2 separate regions of the Ovis aries genome follow, and region 2 is linked to region 1. A link is a contact called in public Hi-C data. All regions are on one chromosome and are shown on one strand. The core of a region is the stretch at or near the end of the contact, and the rest is flanking DNA. Distances in the headings are between cores, read along the strand shown. Region 1 holds the start of RNF123 (ring finger protein 123). Region 2 holds the start of USP4 (ubiquitin specific peptidase 4).

Region 1 (5,692 bases), core at 1,138-3,637:
GATGTGTACACACTTGGGCCACTGAAGCCCTGCCCCTCAGCATGAGCTGGGTGGCATATGCCGCACTGGGCTCTTGGAGGGCCCCAGGGTCTGGCAGAGCGGCGAGAGGCTTCCTGGTCTCTGGACTTCATGGATGGGTGAACCGAGGAACATGGGCTGCATACTCATAATAAATGAAGACACAGAGTCTGGTTCCTGCTGGTACTTTGTACCAAGCCACCGCTAACCCCAGCCCCACCCTTGGGGTTCAAAGACTGTAGGCCCCTGCGTATGGTAGCCATCAGGTTGGCATCTACCTCTAGGGTGAGAGGGAGGGGGCAGTGTGAGGGGGACAGTGAGAGGCTCAGTTGTCACCTGTCCTGGCTGAGTACGCCACCAGGTGAGCTCCCTCAGCTGCAGCCCCTTGTGTTAGAAACTGCTCTATACCACTTTCTCCTCCTTGCCATTGATTAAGGGGACTAGTGAGGCCCTGCCCTTCCATAGCACCCACAGGTTGCTAAAGCAGTCCTAGGGCAGATCACCCCGCCTAAGATGCACTGGCCTTGAGTCATGCAGGCCCTGATATGGAGTTGCCAATTCATTCCCCAGAAGCAGAGGCTAAGAAGCACCCTGCACAGATGTCAAGAGGAAAGGTGGCTTTATGTCGGACAGAAAGCTTCAGCCTTGCCAAGGCACACAGGATTGAGGCTGGGACTAGCCCAGCCTCATGACCTTGTGAATCCAGTCCACAAACACAGAGACACGCATGAAGATGGCTGGCCAGCGGGGCCGTGCACACACTCGGTTGGGGATTATAATTCCCTGCAGGACCCAGCAGTCATGAGTAAAGCAGGCAAGTGGGCCCCCGTAGTCACCCTGGTAGGTGCAAGAACTGGTGAGGGGGGCCTGGGCCGTGGCAGAGACTAGCGCCCTCAGGGGTGAAGCAGTACATTTTCAGCTGGCCAGGGACCCTGCCACTGACCTCACAGGCTCCCACAGGGGCCAGCAGTCCTGCAGTGCACATCTCACTCTCCCGTACGCGTCCTCGATGCTTGACATTACATTCCTGGTTGGAGATGACATTCAGGAGGGCTATGTTCAGGACTGTGTCGTCCCCTGTACCTACAGCGAAGGGAATGAGAAGGAGAGGGTCTGCAGGCAGGAACCAAGTTGGGGCCTGTTGGTCTGGAGAAGTCCATGCCTCTGTGCTGTTCTCTTACCTTTGGTCTCACCCCAGCCTGCAATCTCACACCTGGTGCCTGGAGGCACCACATACCGCTCAGGGGGCAGGCAGATCAGGGCCACACGCTGGTTCAGGATCACGGGTCTTGAGCGAGAATGAGGGCTTTCAGGGTCTGAGGCTGCGAGGCCCAACCCCACCTCACAACCTCTTGACTTCTCACACACCTCTCCAACTTGAGCAGAACAAGCTGGGAACCAGAGGGCCCGCAGACCATCTTGGCCATTGGGATGCGCTGCAGGTCTGGCTCCCCGGGCTGTGGGTCCTGGAACAGGGTGCCCAGCCACACCTCATAGCCCACGAGAGATGTATGGCTGAGAGAGAAGCTCTGCTAGATGAGTTGAGACTCAGGGTCTGCTGCCCAGCGCTCACCTGGTGACTTGCCAGGGAAGGTGGCTGAGGGGGAGATGAAGGCGGGGGGTTGGGACTGGGTCCCCAAACCTAAGGGAGGCTCACCAGGAGGAGAAACACTGCCGGGCAGTCAGAACCCACTGCTCCTTCACTAGGGAGCCTCCGCAGAAGTGCTGGCCCTGCCTGCAGGAATGCGGGTTAGGAAATGGTCCTGAGACCTAGGCTGGACCTACCATCTCCAGGTGGGGGCAGTTTCCCACCCTGCTACTGGCACAGGCAGAGCGGATATAGCTTCAGCCCATCTTGGGGAGTCAGGCAGTCATGCCTCACCGGTTGCGCAAGCTGACTGTCCAGGGTGAGTTCCCAGGCTGGCCCCCGACCACACGCAGCTTGGAGCGCAATGGGTCCACTCGCGTCACTCTTTTGCCACATTTATCAAACAGCACCTGGTCTGGGGGACAGAGTGTGCTGGATGAGACCCCCTACTGGATGGACCTGGGGGTGTAAAGGGGCCACAAGGAACGCCTGACCCAAGTCCATACGTGCAGTCTCCAGGATGGACGGCTGTTGGTCATCATCTGAAAGATCCAAATTCAGCATTAAGGGAGCCAGCCTTTGGCAGTGGAGGCTGAGGGCGGGGCCGCGCGGTACAGTTCCCCCGCGACATGGTGCTCACCACAGCGCCGCAGGGCACAGTAGTCGAATGGAGTACCCGGGTCCGTGGTGTAGCACCAGGGCCCGTGACTATCCCCATCTGGGTTCCGGCAGAAGTTTTCCTCCAGGGGCGCGTGTGGGGCAGAAGTGTGCTTGAACCTAGGCGGAAGAGGGGAGCAAGATCAAAGGGTAACCCCAAGCACTCGCAGTGAGATGCCTAGGTTTGTCACCCGAGGCGTTGGCCTGGGCGGGGCCTGTGGCCTGGGTCTGGGAGGTGCCAGGTGCGCGGACAAGCTTACTGCGGCTTGTGTGGCGTCTCAGCCGACCAGTTCTGACACCGGATGCCCTTTCGGGTCTTGCTAACAGAGCCGCGGTACAGTTCCCCCGCGCCATGGTAGCAGTCTGCGGTGGGCGGACAAGGGCGACCGTCAGCGGGTTCTCGCCCCAGCCCTCTGGCTCCGTGCCTCCAGCCCCAGCTTCGGCCTTACCCTCGGGCCGCACGTCGTCGGTGCAGCGCCGGATCTGGTAACAGAAGGCCATGCGCATGCCAGGCCGCGATGTGAAGCACCAGGGCGCCTCCGATCCGTCGGGGTTTCGACAGAAGTTCTCCCGAAGGTCCCTGAGCAGGCACGCTGCTCAGCCCAGGTGGGTCCCAGCCCGCCAGCAGGAGCCTCAATCCAGCCTTCAGCTTCTCCCCAGGTCTCGCCTTCCTTCAAGCCCCGCCCGGGACACCCCCCTCAGGTCCCATCCCCAGGAGTACCCAGCTGCCACCGGCTGCCAGCCAACTCACTTGCACGCATACTTTTCCGGCGCAAAGCGATGCTGATGTGGGAGCTGTGCATCCCAACGCTGGCAGGGCACGCCCGCGGCGGTGGTGTTGGCTGTGCCCCGGTAGCCTTCGCCTTTCCCGCGGAAGCAGTTGAGCGTCGTGGCTTCCTGGTTCGGCTGTGCCTCGAACCCTTGGATGGACCGTGGCCGGTCGGGGCCGGAGCCGGAGCTGAGACCCGGTCGCGGGCTGGTGCGGAGCCCCAGGGTCTCTGAACCCCCGCGGGGTCACGCCTAGCCCTGCCTCTCGCCCCCAGGCCACGCCCCCACGTATCCCAGGTGCCCTCCCAGGCCCCGCCCTCACGCTGTACCGCAGCGGGGGAGGTCGCAGAACTCTCTCTCCATCTGCGGGTCTGTGGTGTAGCACCAGGGCCGCTCCGAGCCGTCCGGATTCCGGCAATAGTTGTCGTCCAGATTTTTGTCCAGAAACCTGGGGGCGGTGGCCGGGCGTAAACAAGAGCCTGGTTGGTACTCCCGTCTGACCCCATCCACTGGGCCTTCTATCGCCCCGCCCCTGGAGGCCTCGGCCCGCCCCTTGCCCGCCCTCCTCTCGCGCCGAGCCCGCCCCCGCGTACTTGCTCGGCTCGAAGGGGTGTGGGTGCGGGTGCTGCAGGTCCCAGCGTTGACATTCGCGTCCTGACTCGGTGCTGTCCACTGAGCCGCGGTAATCCTCACCATTGCACCAAAGGCAAGCGGCTGGAGACACACGGGGCCGATGGGTTCGTGGACGGGCGTGGGCACGCGCCTCCCGTCCCAGGCTTGACCCGGAGCCGCTTACCCTCCTGGCAGGACTTTATGCCGCAGCTCTGGAAGCGCACGGCAGGGTCGGTTGTATAGCACCAGGGACCTCCCGGGTCCCTGTCCGGGTTGCGGCAGAAGTTTTCCTCCAAGCCGTTCCGGAGTGTGGGTGTGAACCTGCGAGAGCAGCAATACAGTGAGTGCTGAGGGGCAGGCGCCAGGCGGGCAGAGGCAGAGGGAAGCTGCTGCCTGTCTCACTTGTGGTCATTGGGAAACCTCTGGCTCCAGTGCTGGCAGGGTAGGCCACCCACGGTGATGGCCACAGTGCCCCGGTACTCGACCCCGGTGTCCACGATGCAGGTGCGAACATAGTCTGGGAGCAAAAGACCCAGAATCAACAAGGCGGGAGACCTCAGCAGCCCTCTCCCCAGCGCACCCTTCGCAGCCACTCACTTTTCTTTTGGAAGAGGTCACAGCGCCCGGAACGCTGCAGTCGTGTATGAGGTGAGTGCTGGGTCCATGGCAGCAACTGGCAACCATGGCTGCTCAAGTTGTAGTGGAAGGCCCTGGGAAGAAGGGGCACAGGGTCACCAGTGCCCAGGTTCCTCTCCCTCCAGTCTTATCGAGGCCCAGTGGGCACTCACCTGCAGTCCAGGAGGGGCCCACAGCGGCCTGCACACTCCTCAGCATTTGCCACATCTTCTTGCCAAGGCCTGGGCCCCCCTGAATGTAGCAGGTGTTGCAGCTCCGTACCTCGAAGCACCTGGAAGTCATTCAAGGGCGAGCGCTGCCCTGCAGGGTGGGCATGCGAATCAGCACGTGTATATCAGCATGTGCATACTTTATTCATTCAGGAGATCAAAATAAAAGGCCTCTGGAGTGGACCCTGTGATCCCTTCAAGGGTCAGACCCCTGTACTGGATGGGAGGAGCAGGCTCAGACATGACTGTAATCACTAGCGCACCTGTTTAGTGGGCAAGGCACTGGGCTCAGCTGTAAAACATATACTCTGAGCTCAGTGCATGCTGGTGCTGGCCCTATGGAGCTTATGCCATCTCATTTCTCACGTGAGGATGTGAAGGCTCAGAGCTATCTTATTAACAAGGCAAAGGCCCAACCTAAGCATTCTGACTCCAAGTGTAAGTTCTAACCAGCATAAGGGTAAATGCTGAAAGTGTTGGTCGCTCAGTCCTGTCCAACTCTTTGCGACCCCATGGACTGTAGCCTGCCAGGCTCCTTTGTCCATGGGATTCTCCCAGCAAGAATACTGGAGTGGGTTGCCATTTTCTTCTCCAGGGGATCTTCCCAACCTGGGTCTCCTGCATTGCAGACAGATTCTTTACTGTCTGAGCCACCTAACCAGCATAAGGGTATATGCTAGGTAGAAGGATTAGGTCTGGCTCATAAGGGATAAATGCCTGCATGTGTGTATGTGTCTGTGTGGTCCTAACACTGCCTCAAAGCTACAGCAGACATTTCACCGCAGGCCTGAATATCAGGCAATGTGTTTGTGTTCCTTTGGCTGCCCAGCTCTGTGAAAGAAGCCAAGGTCACTCACTGCTACAGGCTCAGTAGGAAAGTAAGTTCCCGGCTCAGATAGCAGGATGGGCCTGGGCCGACCCCTTTCTGAAGGCAGATGGGGATCAGGGCTGAGGGGAAGGGCACTTACCAGGGGCCCCTGAGAACCGTATCAGAAGCAGCAGGAGTGGCAGCCACCCCATCCTCCTGGCTGGAGGCTGCACTGTGACCCACCACAGCCCCATCCGGGAAGTTGTGAAACCTGTCCCTACGGGATTGGGTGGCTCTGTCTCCACACCCCCACTCTAGGCTCGCTGGGATCTGACCTGAGACCCAGTGGCAGTAATGGAGGTGGTGCCAGGCCTCAAGCCCCCTAGGTGAGGTACA
Region 2 (5,726 bases), core at 3,142-5,641, 250 kb before region 1:
CCTGGTGGTCTGGTGATTGAGAATCTGTACTTATACCGCAGGGGCACAGATTCAACTCCTGGTCAGGGAATTAAGTCCCCACATGCCACAAGGCAAGGCCAAAATAATAGTAATAATAAATTTAGATGGTAAATTTATGTGTATTTCACCATAATTTAAAAGGAAAAAAAAGAAGTGGCTCCTCACTGATGAGCCAACTGTTTTCCACGCAGCTCTGGCACAATTATTCACACTAACAGATCAAACGTTTTCTACTCAGCAACAGAAGGATGATCCAGGAGGAGTACTTGAAACAAAAGCTTCACACCTCAACTCCAAGGTCTTCTCTGATTTGCAAATTAAAACTCACAAAGGTTCTTCACCAATCTTACGTGGAGACATATACCTTCTTCATTTCTAACACTAAAACTATGCAGGTCTGGCTACCCATGCTGTGCCCAACAGCAGCCACATACCTTTAAAGGTGGGAAAGGAGCCAAAAGCTTTTAGCATCATTAACCCCAAGTTCATCAGTTCTACAGGGCTTTCTCCTCTGAGGCTCAGTGACGATTTACTCAAACATGTCATTCTTATGACACTCAAGGGCAAACACAGGAACTTAACTGGAATTTTCAATACAGTTCACCATTTTTACTTAAAACTGCATCAGTCAAAGGGCATCATAGTAAAAAGCACACAGGGGTTTTGCAATAAGGACTGAGCCTTTGCAAATTTCTTCAACAGAGCAAATAAAGGGGAAAAAATGAGAGCACAACTTGGTCTTGGTTTAAGTATTTCATCAGATATACAGGAGGGGCAGAAGTGGAAAATGAGAGAGGAAATGAGCAGACTACATTAGTGAGGATGTGCCCTACCCACTCCTTCAAGAGCCCCTTCTAGGCAACTCCCATGACTGTAGGTGGCAGGCAGCCAGACTGGGACTGGCAGGTGACTGAGAGTCCAAGAGCTAAGAGGGCGGCCCTCACTGGCTAGAGATAGGCCATTCCTGCTCTGTCAATGTTCCAGGGTCTGAACGGAATGTACTTCTCACCTCCCAAGCACACAACAAATGTTTCCAACCTAATCCAGTGACATTGAATTGAAAGACAACAGAAGAAATGCTTGCCCTCAGCTGAAGGTCATACCAAATGACTTGAGGGGCCCTCCAGCTCTAGGATTCTCGACATCAACACTATTAAGAGCCTTAAGTGGGGTGGGAGGTGGGAGGGAGGTTCAAAGGGGAGGGGACATATGTATACTTGTGGCTGATTCATGCTGATGTATGGCAGAAACCGATACAATATTATAAAGCAGTATCTTTCAATTAAAAAAAAATTTTTAAGCCTTTAAGAATTTTCTTTCTCAAATAAAGATGGAAATGAACAAAGTGCAAATACAGTATAATGATCCTTTGGGGCAGGAAGAAAACCCTGTAACATTATTATGTAATTCATATCTCCCAGAAAACAAGGTATACACTGAAGGGCCATTCGTTTTTTTAAAACACCCAGGACAGTGTTAGGTATCTGAATCAAGCCTCATGAACTGTCTGCCTTCCTGCTGCCTTGACTGTGGGCCCAGGCAACAGATCACCTCTGTCATGCTTGCACAGGAGTCTAAAAGCAAGGCAGAAAAAAGGCCCAGGAAAGGCCAACTGCCGTTTCTATGCATCCAAAGGCGCAAGCCAAGCTCAGCCATGTCATACTTCACTTTGTCAGTCACTTCTTCCATGAGGAGCTGGTCTGTGTTCGCACCTCTACCAACCTTCCACCTCCCCTCACACTACTGTGACAAACATGGCCACCACAGCAATGCCTGATGAATGTTGTCAGCTCTACAATTTGTCCCGCTGCAAAGGTAACACAGAAAATTCTGGTTCCTAAATTTCAGATTCCAGATGCAGTTTCAAAATAATATCCTATTTCTTTCCATTAAATATAGTAATCTCAAATCTCTAGCAGAACTTGAAAAAAGGAAACGATAAAGAGGGACAGGCAGACATTTCTTCAGACATTCCTAAGATATTTCTGCTTTTACTAAAAGGAGTTAATTCAGGAAAAAAGCAGCTTCACTTCTCTGTAAGGGCCTGCAAACACTTCTGCTACAGATCCAAGTCAAGGCCCCTTGTTTCTATCCTCTCACAGTAGGAAAGTCAGGTTCATGATACCCATGGCAAAGACAAACACAACCTCAGGCCACCATGACCTCAGTTTACCCAAGCGGACATTTCAGTTAGAAAAGCAACAGGATACTGTACCTGAAAAGAGTCCGGAGTTATCTATCGGGCCAGGATACAGATTATGTTCACCCACATTGTACATATCCCAGCTGTCGAAGCCCACATACTTCTTCCACTGCTTGAACCACCGGCTGTCAATAAGATACCTAGAGACACACAAAAATGGACTGTACCCGAAAACCTGAGGTTGTACATTACTGCAGTTGGGTCCTTTCACTTGGGGAACAAGCAATCCCTGCTAAAAAAACAGACTCTCAAGAGTAGGAGCAGGGCCAGGCCCTCCTGGGCCTGGAACAGAAAGCCTAGCCCAGGGGATGCACTGACTAAGTGAAATGGCTGTTAAAAGAATAAGTAAAAGGAACGAAATGGCTAGCTTCAAAAATGTCTGTTTAAAGAAATTCTTTCTATGGGGAAAACCTTATTTGCTAATGACCATGTCATTAATTTCATAATGATCTTTACAGAGGTCTTTGTCCAGGCAGACAGTTTGGATACACTGGTTTGCTTCATGTGAAGAGCATTAAACCAATTTTCTTTCTAAAAATACGATAACAACACAACACACTTCAGTTTTCCTTTGAGGACCAAACGTGTGTGTGTATATATATGTTTATAGACACACATGTGTACATATATACATACAATGTCATGGTGTGTTTATCTTATCAAAAAGCATTATGTTGACCTGGTTATATTTTAAAAGTATCATCATGCTGTTTTATTAATACAATTAAGACAGAAGGAGGGGGTGGGGGACATCGCCACTGGTCCAGCGGCTAAGACTCTGAGCTCCCAATGCAAGGGGGCCTGGGTTCAATCCCTAATCAGGGAACTAGATCCCACATGCAGCAACCAAGACCCAGAGCAGCCAAAATAACTGAATACAAATTAAAAATTAAAAAAAAAAAAAAAAAGGAGGGCGAAACCTCCGTAGGGGAACAAAGCATAACAATTACATTGGTGAGTCCTTCAAATTTTATAACCAACAAACTTCAGAGGAGACCAGCCAGCTTCCCAGAGGCCACAAGGATCCATAAATATATCCACATCTCTAAAATGCTCTTTTCTCTCCGAACACTTTCACTGTGTGATTTTAGTCTATCTGAAACCTCCTCTGTTTCTGCTGACTATTCTTCATGTGTCACCATGATTCCGGATATCAAGTTCTGCCTGCTCTGCCTATCACAGCTGGCCAGCTCAAGGACACTGTAACGACTGAATTCCTAGTTTCTCTTCCCTGCTCAATTTCTCTGTCACTGTAATACAGCCATTATCACCACCACCATCGTTTCTTAAAAGAGGGTTGCTCAACCACATTCAGTGCAACGCCAAGCCCCAGTTTCTGTTTCCACACAATAATACCACCCAGGAATCTCTTCACTAATGGAAGTACTGTCCCTGTTACTAGATAATTTATTAAGAAAAACTAACTCAGACTTGCTAGAGTAAATCTTTTCAGTTAGGCTCTAGGCTAATCCGCCTCTTTCACTTCGAAACGCTGCTGCCACCAATTATTTTTAACATTTGCTACCAAAATAACCTGGGACTCTCAGACAATTGTTCAGCTACTGACCTTGACGTCTGTCGAACAGCTTACAAGTTACAGAGTATCTACTTCTTATCTACATCTCAAGCAACTGAAGGCGAGGGCACCAAATATCGCTAACTTGTTCTTAAAAATAAGAAGCCAGGGTCTGTGAGGTGTGGACGTCTTCGCCCAAAATCACAAAGTGAATCCTCAAAGGTAAAGGACTCTCCTCAACCGCAAGGTCCCTGGGAGTACTCCCCTTCTTTCCATCTCGTAGCCCCAGCCTCCGCCGGATACGCCCCCTCAGGCTTCAAGAAGGCCGGACGACCCTCAGCTCCACCCACGCTTTCATCCAGCGCTCCCTTCCCTAAGGGGCGGGAGTCCAGCCACTCTCTGAGAGTCACCAACATCTCCCCTGGCCAGCCTCTGGCCAAGCCGGGAAAGAGGGGCCGGGCCTGAGCACCCGAGCGCCGGCCTCTGGCCCAGTGGGGCAGAAAGGCGGGCCCGGCGCTCACCACTGCGCCCCTCGCTGGAGCGTGGTCCTCATCAAGGCCCCGAGCTCGGATTTCTGGGTCTCCGCATCCGGTCGCTCACGGTACTCTCCACCTTCCGCCATCTCGTCCGCCGCCCCAGCCCAGCCGGCCCGGACATCCGCTTCGCGCACAGCGTGCTGTGGACCGCGCCCACGCGCGCACGCACGCACGCACGTGCGCGCACGCAAGCCCCTCCTCGTGCGGCGGCCGGGGGCGCTGTCCCGCCCCTTGCTTTCCCCCACCCCCAACGGAGCACCACCCCGCCTCCTCCCGCGCATGCGCGGTGGAGCCGGGAGCGGGGCCGGAAGAGGAGGCGGGCGTCGGGAGAGGCAGTGTTCTTAGCCAGGCAGGCGTCTCGGAGCCGGCGCCGTCCGGCACACCTTTCTGAGTCCAGCCCGGCGATCTCGAGGAGTCAGACCACAGGCCCCACGACCCCTCTGGTACCTCTTCTGGCCTGAGGGGTCATCCTGGTCTTAAATCGACGCAGCGCCAGATGCGATAAGTCCTGAAACTAGATTTTCTTGTTTTCTACTCCAGCCATTCCGCTTTCAGCGGAGACCTCAGGCGAGCGTTTAGCTGCCCAGACGTGAGCTCCTGATCCCTGTCCGGCAGGCTCTGCGGGAATATTCGCAATCATCTCTTTCTGAATCCCAGAATCACCTGGCCCAGGCCGAATTCCACAAGCCCTCCAGTGAGCTAATTACTTTATCGGGCAGGCAAGCAGCCACAGGGGGGCGATAGCAATGGGGGTGGAAGGAGCGGTTAAAGTATATTCTCCACATCAGGTACCCAGGCTGCTGCTTTGTTGTTGCAACAAAGTACAATAGCCTGAACACCTTATGGCCCTCACTTGACCGTGCGTACAAGAAACACAGCCCTCCTTCTGGAGGGCTAGACTGTATGTGTCTAGCAGCTCCTGCCCTCAGAAAAATTAGACAAATATGACTCAGTACCTGCCCTTATCCAGTGATCCCCATTTTTTTTTTTTTAGTTCTACCAGTTTATTGCTACTAACCCATCACCCTCCACCCTCATACACACATGCTCAGTCATGTAACCCCATGGACTGCAGCCCGCCAGCCTCCTCTGTCCATGGACTTTTCCAGGCAAGAATACTGGAGTGGGTTGCCACTTCCTTCTCCAGATCCCCATTTTTTAATGCACCAGGGACTTATTTCGTGAAAGAACTTTTTTCTTGAGGTGGGGGGGGGGTTGGGTGGTTTTGGGGAGGATTCAAGCGCATTACATTTCTTGTGCCCTTTATTATTTTTACACCAACTCCACCTCAGATGGTCAGACATTAGATCGCAGAGGATGAAGACCCCTGCTTTACCCAATCTAATAGAGGAGAGGAGCTATTCCATAAATAAGCCCAGCACCAAGTCAAGCAGTGTGTGATAAGCACCGTTAAAGGGTATAAATCAAAGACTGTAGACCCCAAGCTGTG

The links. A called contact is a pair of places that touch in the nucleus more often than the background predicts.
Region 2: a contact with region 1 is called in a Hi-C map of skin fibroblasts, with 3 times the contacts expected there. The contact joins the promoter of USP4 here to the promoter of RNF123 in region 1. A contact is called at or near these places in 2 of 16 Hi-C or Micro-C datasets (hypothalamus and skin fibroblasts).

What each region holds. Positions count from the first base shown.
Region 1 is chr19:50,557,370-50,563,061 of ARS-UI_Ramb_v3.0, reverse strand. RNF123 (ring finger protein 123) reads left to right here and starts at 2,387. Exons shown (of 40, transcript XM_042236205.1): 1 at 2,387-2,869; 2 at 3,839-4,291. MST1 (macrophage stimulating 1) reads right to left here and starts at 5,562. Exons shown (of 18, transcript XM_042236213.1): 1 at 5,457-5,562; 2 at 4,432-4,579; 3 at 4,241-4,353; 4 at 4,046-4,160; 5 at 3,828-3,964; 6 at 3,629-3,745; 7 at 3,354-3,479; 8 at 3,015-3,183; 9 at 2,713-2,843; 10 at 2,524-2,626; 11 at 2,247-2,383; 12 at 2,113-2,148; 13 at 1,901-2,021; 14 at 1,676-1,753; 4 more. The coding sequence starts at 5,550. The coding sequence ends at 694. It overlaps APEH (acylaminoacyl-peptide hydrolase), which reads left to right. Exons shown (of 21, transcript XM_042236214.2): 21 at 1-186. The coding sequence ends at 25.
Region 2 is chr19:50,809,301-50,815,026 of ARS-UI_Ramb_v3.0, reverse strand. It overlaps USP4 (ubiquitin specific peptidase 4), which reads right to left and starts at 4,391. Exons shown (of 21, transcript XM_004018464.6): 1 at 4,262-4,391; 2 at 2,237-2,364. The coding sequence starts at 4,362. It overlaps LOC121817253 (a long non-coding RNA gene), which reads left to right and starts at 4,565. Exons shown (of 2, transcript XR_006057080.2): 1 at 4,565-5,726.